Regions from separate parts of the Sus scrofa genome. Here region 1 is linked to region 2. Evidence: chromatin contacts called from public Hi-C data. All regions are on one chromosome and are shown on one strand. Each heading gives the region's core, a stretch centred on a gene start, on an enhancer-like site or on the middle of the called end of the contact. The rest is flanking DNA. Distances are from core to core; before and after follow the strand shown. Region 1 holds the start of ZNF662 (zinc finger protein 662). Region 2 holds the start of CCDC13 (coiled-coil domain-containing protein 13).

Region 1 (5,608 bases), core at 1,509-4,008, 44 kb before region 2:
GTGATGATCATTGTATAACTATAAATGTAATAAATGCATTGAGTAATAAAAAATTAAAAATTAAAAACTAAAAAAAAAAGGCAGGGCTCCCACTGCATGGTTTTCTCATGATAAAATATATAATACTTACAGCAAAGGATTTCATGGAATTAAGTGTAGTGCCATCATTTTAACAGCTAACACCAGTGTGCTGGGCGCAGGGACCAGGAGCTTCTTATATTTAACCTAGTGTTTAATCTCTATAAGAAAAATGTGAGGATTAACTATCATTAGTCCCATCTTATAACTGAGTACACTGAAGCACAGAGAGGTTAGGAAACTGGCCCAAGGTCGCAGAGCAAGTAATAGACCAAGAACTAAAACTCAGAGTCTATGTTCTTAAGTTACCTTGCTTCAAACAAAATGCTCTCACAATGACTTTATTAGACAAGCTCTATTGTTATTCCCATTTCACAAATCAGGAACTGAGGCTCAGAGAGGGAGAGTAACATGCCCAAGGACACACAGCAAGTGTACGGCAGGATTAGAAATCAAGTCTCAGCAGTTGGCTCTAGACCTGGAGCCCTTAATCACACACTGGGAGCTGCTGGAAGCCCTCTCAGACTCACAGGAGTGGCAGATGCCTCTTCACAGTTCCCCATGGGAAGCATGGCACTTAGATTCATTGCAAGTGAATAAAACACAATAAGAACAATACTAACCAGTTCTGACATTTACATGGGTCTCTTTTATACCCAGGTCCTTTTATTCCCGGCTCCTTTGTGAAGAAGTGGGCAGGTGTCCTCCCTGGTTTCACAGGAAGCTCAGGGCCACATCACAAGACAGGCAGAGCTGGCCCTAGAGCCCTGATCACTGAGCCCTGGACCACTGCACACACTCTGTGTCTTTACATTTTTAACATGTCTTTTTCCTGATTACAAAACTAACATATGCTCAATGTAAAATGTGGAAATACAAGACAAAAAAGAAAGAAGAGGCTTAAAAACTCCCCATAGGGAGTTCCCGTCGTGGCTCAGTGGTTAACGAATCCAACTAGGAATGATGAGGTTGCGGGTTCCATCCCTGGCCTTGCTCAGGATCCGGCCTTGCCATGAGCTGTCGAGTAGGTCACAGGGCGGCTTGGATCCCGCATTGCTGTGGCTGTGGCACAGGCTGGCAGCTACAGCTCCAAGTAGACCCTTAGCCTGGGAACCTCCATATGCTGCAGAAGTGGCTCTAGAAAAGGCTAAAAGACAAAAAAAAAAAAAAAAAAAACCTCCCCATAACCCTATCCCCCTCGAAAATAACCCTTGGGAACGTACTGGTATATCTTGTCTGTTTTCATGCCCAGAGCCCCATCTGCTGCACTGCACTTCCCTGGGTTTGTGGACTCAGAGCTTGGCTGGAAGAGATCAGTCTTGTCTGCACAGGGGAGGAGGCCCCTTGAAGCTTCCTGCTCCCTGGGATCTGTGAGGCCCGCCCACTCCCCATGCTCCCTGGGACCCCAACATTACTCACTGTTTCCTGGCTCTTATCTGGGATGTTTGTAACACTGATAAAATCACAAAAGCAACCCCTCCTCCCAAATCTTATACCAATTATTAAAAACTAAGCAGTTTTACAGCACGACTCTTCAAGGAGCTACTGCTGAAGATTTTCACATATTTCCCGAATCGTTTTGGCTTTTTTTTTTTTTTTTCCTTCTCTTGCTGCCTGAAATTTCACCACTCGCTCCTCACATTTGCATTTCAGCATTATGCTGGGGTCGAAATGAAACACCCTCCCACTGCCACTGTCCCAAGGAAGACTGGTACACTCAGCATGATGCAGTCTGGAAAAATAGACATTCTACAGATTAGTCCCCCCCCCCATTTTTTTTTTTTTAATGGCTGCACTTGCAGCATATAGACGTTCTGGGGCCAGGGCTGTATCGGAGCTGCAGCTGCAGCAATGCCAGATCCTTTAACCCACTACTACCCACAATGAGAACTCCCTCTGCAGCAACCAAAGCCAACACAGTCAGATTCTTAACCCACTGTGCCACAGTGGGAACTCCCAGATTAGTTCGTGTCTTGATGGCTGAGTAACCCTGGGCAAAATTACTTAACCTCTCTGAGTCTTAGTTGTCGTACCTATAAAATGCCTCCCTGGTGGCATTTTTATAATTAAATAAGTGCCTGGCACCTAACTATTTGCTCCTTTCCAGGCCCTAAGATGACACTTAGCTCAAGCTGGGATGGATAAGAGGGGATCCTGGGACTATTCGGGGCAGATGGAGAGGACTGAGAACTTGGTGGGGGCAGCAAGAGAGGATGGGGGAGCAGCACAAGGAGAGAGTGTGGCTGTGCGTTCAGCCCTGGGTGGGGTGCCTATAAAGGCCTTCACATCTGTCTCCATCAGAGCTCAGCCCAGAGGGGAAAGGGGGTGCCTGAGGTCACCTAGCCATGTCTGGTACCAAATCTCAGGGGCTTGCAGAGTCCACAAAGCAGATTCTCAGAGCCAGAGTCAAGGGGACAAGGGGTACCACCTTGCTCCCCAGCTGCTGGGGCAAGTACTTCAAGAGCTGCCTTGGAGAGAAGCACCACACGCAGCCCAGTTAGCACCTGCCTCACCACACACCTGTCCCCACTCTCCATGCCACTGGATCCAGTCTCTCCATCCCTGTGGCCCCTGCGTAGGGTCCACCCCATTCCAAGAGAGGCTGTAACCTACCAGAGTCAGACCCGCTTGCCCGGGGATGTCCACCTGCACCCAGGAGGAGCACAGCAGCGCCCAGGAGGAGCACAGCAGCTTCCCTTCTTCCTCAGGGAGGTGCAGTGGGAGTGAGTCTCTTCATAAGCTCTTCCCCACCCTGGGCAGCTTCCAGCACACATCCTGCTTTCCAGCTGGAACCCTTTATGCCTGCCCCACCTCTGCTACACAGCCACAAGCTGTTTCCCTAATTGAAAAATGAGTCAAGCTGAAATAACTGCCCCCGTGAAAGAGCATTGCCCCCCAAAATAATCTAATTACTCTGGAAAACACTGTGTGCCCAAACACACTTCTTGGCATGATTTCCCACAGCTGGGCCAAGGATGCTAACAGCCTCAGGCCAGACCTCCAGACCTTTGCTCACCCTGTCCCCTATTGAGGTGGCCTTCCCAACCTGCAGCTTCAGTGGTCCTGGAGGGCACCAAGCCACAGCAAGATCCTGCCCCCATCGGCCCCCAACTCAGCTTCTTTCTTCTTGACTCCTTCTGAGCTGTGCTGTGTCTGCTTCAGCCACAGTGTCAGTGATATTCTCACCTCCTAGATGTAACCAACCCACCTTCCCTCTTTCCCCTTCCCCGCTCCCCCACCACTCCCATCATGGCCCATATCTCTGTACAGCTAGCTGTCTGTCCACCTCTCTGCTCCAGACTGGGTCACATGCTCCCAGGCCAATGACTATATCTGACCCCACCAGCCTGAGCCCAGAGCCAGGCAAGGGCAGACTGAATGAACAAATGTGTGTGTGCAACACACTGCCTGCCATTTGCTTGGTAGTATGAGGATACCTCTCTGCTAGGACAGCACTTGTGCACCAGGGTCAGTGTCTCAGCCACCTTCACTTCCAGCCCCACTGGCAGCCTGACACACAGCAGGTACTTGCTGCATGCTCATTGTCCCTACCTGAATTGAGCAGTAATTGAAGAGCAGAGGCTTACAGGCCTGGCATCAGAGTCACAGAGAGCTTGAATCTGGCTCTGTGTGTACCTGCTGTGTGACCTAGAGATGGTGGCTTTACCTCTCTGATCCTTGGTTTGCAGCTCTTTAATGGGGGCAGGGATGGTGCCTCTCTCAGACAGGCATGATAAGAACTGAATGTCCCCAGAAACATAGACAAAGACTTAGACATTTGCCTTTCTCTGGGGTCAACAGGGCACCCAGAGTGGAGACCAAGCCTGTGATGGCTTCTCATGTCAACAGACGGGAGCAGGGGACCTTCCTAGTGGGTGGGTCTCCAAGTCTCTCCAGGCCAAATGCTAATTACCAATAGGGAGAATAAGGCCACAGAGCGTCCTTCTCAGTACATGAAACCAGAGGGACCTGACTTCAATATGGTTCGTTACTGGGAGGTAATTTTGATCGCTTGGTCAGGTGGTGTCTGCCAGGTTTTTCCACTATGAAATCACCACTTATTCCTTTGTGCTTAAATATCTTGTGGGAAGGTACTTTGAAATTATGCAAAAACCTGTTATGCTTTTACAACTGATTTTAGCTTGTATTTGATGACGTTTTCATACAAATAGGCCTTCTTCCTATTTATTTACTTTATTTATTTATTTATTTGCTTTTTAGGGCAGCACTCTCGGCATATGGAAGTTCCCAGGCTAGGGGTCGAATCGGAGCTGCAGCTGCTGGCCCATGCCACAGCCACAGCAACCTGGGATCTGAGCTGAGTCTGCACCTACACCTCAGCTTACAGCAACACTGGATCCTTAACCCACTGTGCGAGGTCAGGGATGGAACCCGCATCCTCATGGATCCTAGTCGGGTTCGTTAAATGCTGAGCCACGGAGGGAACTCTCCCTATTTATTTGTTTATATCCATGTAGACTCATGAGTATTCATTTTATTCCATTATTATCATCATTTCTTTGGTTGTTCAAATCATCCTCCTTTGAAATATCTTGTTCCACCTGCTTCCTGTTGACTTGATTTTCCAGCCACAGCCCATCAAACACCTACTCCCAGGAAGGCAGGGCAGGTCATGGGGGGAGCTGAGTCTTTGCATGAGGGGCTAGGTTTCCCTGGAAGTCACTTCCCAGCAATAGCTGGACCTTTTCCAAGGATGGGCAGGTTCCAGTCAGGGGAAATTAGTCATGGCTCCAGAGCCAGGTAGTTCCAGGCAGAGCTGGCCAGGTAGGCCCAGGTCCTTCTGCTGTTTTCCGGTCCAGCATTCTGCCCTCCGTCCCAATCCTGACCCTGCCCATAGCAGCACCAGCCAACCTCATGCCCTGAGCTTTTCCTCCTTGACTCCTCCTTCTCTGCTCTGCTGCATGAAGAGAAGTGCAGAGAAGCTCAAGTGGCAGACAGCCGGGCAACCCTTACCTAAATTCCTTCCTACCGAGGAACTGCTCTCCACCCAGGGGATAGTTACCAGCTGTCCTCCGCTGGCCCCAAGGGCAGCCAAGGCACAGACTGCAGTGCACTGCAGCAAGGAAGTCAGCCAAAAAGTGGGACTTTCCATGTCATCTTTACTAGGCTGACATACTCCTAACTCACTGCACGGTCCACGGATTACAGTGAAAAGTGGTATCACATTTTCAAAACACCTGCTCCTCTCTTCAGCCAAGCACTGACTATGAACCTGTCAACCTTTTGTAATTGCCTCTTCCCTCCTGTCCTCCACCAGCCAGTTCTAGGTCTGCTTCCCCCAGAAGCCTCCCCAAGCATCTCCAGGCCTCCCTGGTGCCCTGCTCTGAGCTCCTCAAGTCTCTAAAGGGCAAATCTGTCCTGCAATGACTGCACAGTCCCAAAGATCAGGGGCCTTGTACATCTGCATGCAGAGTACCCAGCACTACCCACACAGAACAGGAACCAGAGAGCCAGTGATTTGCGGGTGGAGCCCAGTCAGCTCTTGACAAACTGACTTTTAGATGAAAGA
Region 2 (6,136 bases), core at 717-3,216:
CTGTGGTATATCCACACCATAAAAACTACTCAGTAATAAAAAGGAACAATTTACTGATATACACAATAACTTGGCTGAATCTCCAGAGAATTATTCTGAGTAAAAAAAGTCAGTCCCCAAAGGTTAAATACTATATTATTTCACTTATATAACATTTCTGAAATGACAAGATTTAAAAATGGAGAACAGGAGTTCCCATTGTGGCTCTAGATTAAGGACCTGACATAGTTTCCGTGAGGATGCGGTTTGATCCCCAGGTTCACTCAGTGGGTTAAGGATCCAGTGTTGCTACAAGCTGCAGCGTAGGTCACAGACGCAACTTGGATCCTTTGTATATTGCTGTGGCTGTGGTGCAGGCCTGCAGCTGCAGCTCTGATTCAACCCCTAGCCCAAGAACTTCCATATGCTACAAGTGAGGCCCTAAAAAGAAAAAAGAAAAAAAAGGAACTCTTGCAACGCAACATAAAAAAGCCAAAAAAAAATTTTTTTTGGGGGGGAGCTGTACCCACAGCATACATAAGTTCCCAGGTTGGGGTTGAATCAGAGCTACAGCTGCCAGCCTATGCCACAGCCACAGAAAGGTGGGATCTGAGCCACGTCGGCAACCTACACCACAGCTCAAGGCAATGCCGGATCCTTAGCCCACTGAGCGAGGCCAGGGATTGAACCCACTGAGCCACAACAGGAACTCCCTAACTTAATTTTAAAAACAGACAAAGGATTAGAATAGACATTACTTCACAGAAGACATGTAAAAAGCTAACAAGCACAAGATGCTCAAAATCATTTATTAGGAAAAGGCTAATCACTACCATGATACATGGTACCGTGTAAGTGTGAAAAATAAAAATGGAGAACAGATTGGGGGTCACCAGGGGTTAGGGCCTTTGGGGCTGGGGAGGTAAGAAGGGGGTGTGGTCATAAAAGCCCAAAAAGAGGAATCCTTGTGATTTAAGTTGCAGTATCTTGATGATGCTGGAGGATACATAAACTTACATGTGATAAAACTGTACAGAACTAAACACACACAAACACATACACATACACAAAATGAATACAAGTAAAATTAGGGAAATCATAGTAAGATAGGTGGACTGTATCAACGTCAATATTCTGGTTGTGACATTGCACTAGCGTTCTGCAAAATGTGGTCTGGTGCCTCACCTTCAAACATGTCTATGGGATAAACGTATGAGGTAAAAAAGAAAAACAACCATGAGATATCTAAAGACTTTCAAATTATAAAGACCTTGGTAAATATTTGGAAACCTTTCTTGGATCTCTTTTCCTAGAAATTTGTCTCCCAACTCCATATAGCCTTGAATATAGTAGCGACTTAAATTGGGAAGTGTCTTTTTTAAAGCACACACAAGTGTTTTCCACTATGAAAATAAACCATGTTCACCATATTTTAAAACCTCTTAAGTGCAAAAATAAAAACACAGCACTGCAATTCCAGCGCCCGAATATAACCATTTTTACTTTTAGTATTTCTATGCATTACTCCCCAGTCTTGTTTGTGGTCCTAGTTTTAAAAAACACATCTTCACTTACTCAGCAGTTACTATTTTGTGTCCTGCCTTTTTCACTCACCGTTGCAAAATAACCTCTTCCCCACACTGTTCTATATTTTCCAAGACAGTCCGAATGGCTACGTCAAATTTCATGGTGGGATTACTCACTTTAATTCCCCCTCGGGACTGCGGGATGAACATCTCTGCGCAGAACGTTTGGCCCACAAAACTTTTAAAACACATTCCAGAAGCGAACTACTGGGCAACTTTAAAGTCTCAGACACAAGACGTCCTCTTGCAAGTACCACCGCGCCCATTCAATTACCGCCAAACCGGGACCACCCGCACCTCTAAACCTTTCCGAATTCCGTGTGCCCTCTCGGCCGCCGTAGACTCGTGATGACGTCACGCAGCGGCGTGGCTGGTTTCCCTGGTGACGGTTGCCAGGGTAGCGCTAGAAGGCGTCTAGAAGAGGTGACAAAGCTGCTGCAATCACAGAAAGGAGCAGCGGAGTGACCGCTGTAAGTGCAAGGGAAAGTGCAGAAGGGCCAGGCTGGAGCCAGAGAAGCTGGCTGGAGGCCGAGCGCGCTGCTGCGGGCCGGATACTCACTGCCTGTTGGGCGCAGAGCGAGGACGCAGGGAGAGGACTCACCTTCATTCGTTCTGTGAATCTTCACGCACAGCCTCCTTCCGTCTCCAGGCAGACATTCGTGTGCCGCGCGGTACAGGGGTTTGTGAGGAGCCGAGGGTGAGTCACCTGCCCAGAGTCACAAAGGTGGCATAGTCAGAATAACTGAGGTCTGCCTGACCAGCGCCCCTCCTGGTCTCAGCTATGGAGCCCTCCTGCACCACACTGAAGGTGGCGCTGAAATACTCCACTAGGCGGCATCCCTACCCCCATCTCCCAACCCCAGGGCCAGACCGCACAGGACAGGGACTTGGAGAACGGAGTCCCCCTGCACTGATGCTGGCCTGGCAGGCAGTCGAGCAGCTTGTCCTGCACTGTAGAGGGCGCACCAGTAGGCCTCTCAGCGGCTCTTCTCCACCCCCAGTACCCTAGGCTGTTGCTGGAAATACTCGACAAAAACAGTGAAAAGAGCGGCGAGGGAGGAGGAAAGAAGGGTAGGAAGCGGGCAGAGAAAGGAAGAGGGAAAGGGAAAAGATAGACTGATGAGGATAAGGACGTTTCTTGCCTGGAAGTCCCCTCAGCCTTTCTTCACCAGTCCTGGTTCCCTAAGCATTTAACTGCCTGAGGGATATTTGTTTCGCCGAAGGTACCAGAGAGGTGGGTAGGTGGTACTCTCCTCATCCCATGGCTCTAAATCCTTCCTGAGCTGTGAGTTCCTTCCCTACAGTCTTAGCCTTAACTTAAAAAAAAAAAAAATTAATTGATAGGACTTCATTTTTTAGAGCAGTTTTAGATTTTCAGAAACACTGAACAGTGTTTCTCTCTTTCCTCCATGATGAGCAGCTTGCATTGTCGTGATACATTTGTTATTGATAATACTATATATTAACTTTAAAAGTCCACAGTTTACAGTAGGGTTCACTTTTTGTATTGTACAGTTCTATGGGTTTTGCCAAATGCGTAATGTCAGGTGTCCACCACTAAAGTATCACACAGAATGGTTTCACTGCCCTAAACTCCCTGTGTTCCACTGTCCCAAACTCCCTGTGTTCCACTGTCCCTTCCTCCTTCCCTCTTCCCAGCCTCTGGCAACCATTGATCATTTTACAGTTTTGCCTTTTCTAGAATGTCATATGGTTGGAATCATACAGTTTACAGCTTTCCTTTCCAATCTATAAGGGTTACTTTTCCTCTCCCACTGCCCAGAAACAGGAGAGGATATTCCTCTGATTTTCACAGTGAGAATCTGGTAAGGCTTCTGGAGATAAAATTGATGAAAGCAATGGGCCCCCCTAGGGTTGGATCCCTTGGAGTTTTAAACGCTTAAGCTTGTCCATACTGAGCCTCCAACATTTCATCAATTACACTTTAAACTCTTCCTACTAATTCTGGTTCTAGCTGTAGGCTTCTGTTCCCCGTAAACTGTGATTCTCTGTATTCATCTGTCTCTCCAGTTTTGAGGGAAGCAGTTTGCCCTGTGACCTCAATTCTCTGATGGATCTAAGTTCCACTGATTTACAGTTGTTAATTTTTAGTTTGTTCAGCTTTTTTCTTGTTGTGAGGATGAGAGTGACAACTTCTTAACCCTTTACATGTCAGAGGTTCTACTCAGCCTTAACTCTTGAAACTCTCTGTATCTCACTTCTACTACTTAAGTCCAATGCAAGTAACACGACCCTGGTGCTCCAGAGCATCACAGATAGAAGGCACAAATGTAATGGAGAGACATTTTAGGAGACTATGTTAAGCATTTGTTACAATTAATTGTGAATAGCCTGTTCACTGATACAGCAACTGATTACCAAGGATGGTTAGACTAAGGAAAGTCAAATTCATTCATTTGTTCCAGAGGCATTTACTGAGCACCTACCATGTGCCAAGTACTGTTACAGGTTTGTGATACAGCCATGGACAAAACAGATTCAGATGTGTGCTCTCATGCTATTGGGAGAAGACCGATCATAAATAGGTAAAATATGCTGTAGGTCAGATGGTGAAAAGTGTGATGGAGAAAAATAAACCAGGGCAGAGGAGAGGGAGTTCAGAAGATGAAAGCAGGGAAAGCTCCCAGGGTGGTTCCAGTGTGCAATAGGCATGGGAACCTCTGCCTTACCTGCTGGTGACAGCCTCCCAAGTTGCCCTCCTGACTTGCTATTGAGCCAAAACAATTGTTAATAGCTCTTCCTTTCACTCTCCAAAGTCACCTAGTTTGGAAAACAAAGTATATGGTTGTGCCTTCTTACAATAAAATAAGGAATCACAGGGTAAATTTTAAACTGTATTAGTTACATTTTCAAATAATAGGCTCAGTAGAGTTCTATTAAATCTCTAAACACCTTTTCATATGAAAGATCTCTAAATTGGGTCAGCAATCTCAACTACAGTCCAAATCCAGCTCACTGTCTGCTTCTACAATAAAATTGTATTGGGACACAGCCATACCTACTCATTTACATAGTCTTTGGCTGCCTTCTGCTACAATGGCAAAGCACAGTAATTGCAACAGAAACCATAGGGCCCTCAAAGCCTAAAATACTTACTATCTTGCCCTTTACAGAAAAAGTCTGATTTGCCAGAATTTACAACATTGAGGCTGATAGTTAAGTTACTGGGTTTCCCGTCTTTTGGTACACCCTGTGGTACCTGGCTGTGGCTGTGGCACATTCAGCAGAGGGGTCCAGGAGTTCCTGCACTTTGAGGGTCCCCAAAATCACCTTCAGTTTAATGATTTGAAGCTGGGGTGGCCATGAGTATGATAAAGAGAGTGGTATCAGTGGGAATAGAAATATGAAGACAGATTTGAAGACATTTATGGAGAAGCAAGATATTTGACTAACTGGATGGTGGGTAGACAATGGGACTTTAGTTCGTTTTAAGGGAAGGATGCTTAACACCAGCTAACTTTAAAATCATGTGGGGATCATTTAGAAATTCCTGTGTCCATGCTCTATTAAATATTCTATTCATGTGAAATTCAAAAATATACAAAACATCCAGAATGGATGATCAGAAAGGAACTCTGACCACTCAATAATAAAACATTTTAAAAATGGGTAAAAAATGTGAATAGACATGTTAGAAGGTATGCAAATGGCCAATACACATATGAAAAGTTGTTCAATATAATTTGTCATCAGGGAAATGCAAATTAAACCGCATTGAGATAGCATTACATACCCAGTAGAAAGATTAAAATTTAGATAGATCATACTAAATGTTGGCAAGGATGTGGAGCAACTGAAACTCTCATACATTGCTGGTCAGAATGTAAAAAGCTATAGCCACTCTGGGGAAATATAGCAGTTTCTTAAAAAGTTAAACATAAATTTACCATAAAACTTGGCATGTCCACTTTTAGGTATTTATTCAATTGAAATAAAAAATACGTTCACAGAAATATTTTCTTGTGTATGAATATTCATAATGAAACATTTTAGGTGTCTAGTAACAGGGGAATGTGTGAACAAATTGTGCTGTTTCTATACAATGGAATAGTTCCCAGCAGTAAAAAGGAATGAACTAATGATACATGCAACAACATGAATGAGTCTCTGAAAGGCAGTACTAAGCAAACAAAACAACACAAAAGTCTGCCTATTGTTGACTTGTATGACTGTATGACTCTAGTTACAGCTATACCTCTGTACCTGAGGGGTATTGCTTCTAGGATCTCTGTGGATAACAAAACCCATGAATGCTAAAGTCCATTGTATAAAATGGTGCTATATTTGCACATAACCTACACACATCCTCCCATATACTTTAAATATCTTTATGTAACTTATTATACCTAATGCAATGTGAATGCTATGTAAATAGTTGTAAATACAATGTAAATGCTACATAAATAGTTGCCAGCATGTGGTAAATTCAAGTTTTGCATTTTGGAACTTTCTGGAATTTTTTGTTTTTGTTTTTGCAGGGGATATTTTTTACTCGGTTTGATTGAATCTGTGGATGTGGAACCCATGGACTCCATATGAAGGGCTGACTA

The links. A called contact is a pair of places that touch in the nucleus more often than the background predicts.
Region 1: a contact with region 2 is called in a Hi-C map of liver, with 1.7 times the contacts expected there. The contact joins the promoter of ZNF662 here to the promoter of CCDC13 in region 2. A contact is called at or near these places in 2 of 5 promoter capture datasets (fetal liver and liver), 11 of 47 Hi-C or Micro-C datasets (alveolar macrophages, blood, embryonic fibroblasts and 6 more) and 1 of 2 datasets of contacts at active chromatin or transcription factors (skeletal muscle).

The regions. Positions count from the first base shown.
Region 1 is chr13:26,307,133-26,312,740 of Sscrofa11.1, reverse strand. ZNF662 (zinc finger protein 662) reads right to left here and starts at 2,758. Exons shown (of 4, transcript XM_013981527.2): 1 at 2,692-2,758. It also overlaps a transcript of ACKR2 not described here.
Region 2 is chr13:26,261,529-26,267,664 of Sscrofa11.1, reverse strand. CCDC13 (coiled-coil domain-containing protein 13) reads left to right here and starts at 1,966. Exons shown (of 18, transcript XM_013981522.2): 1 at 1,966-2,262.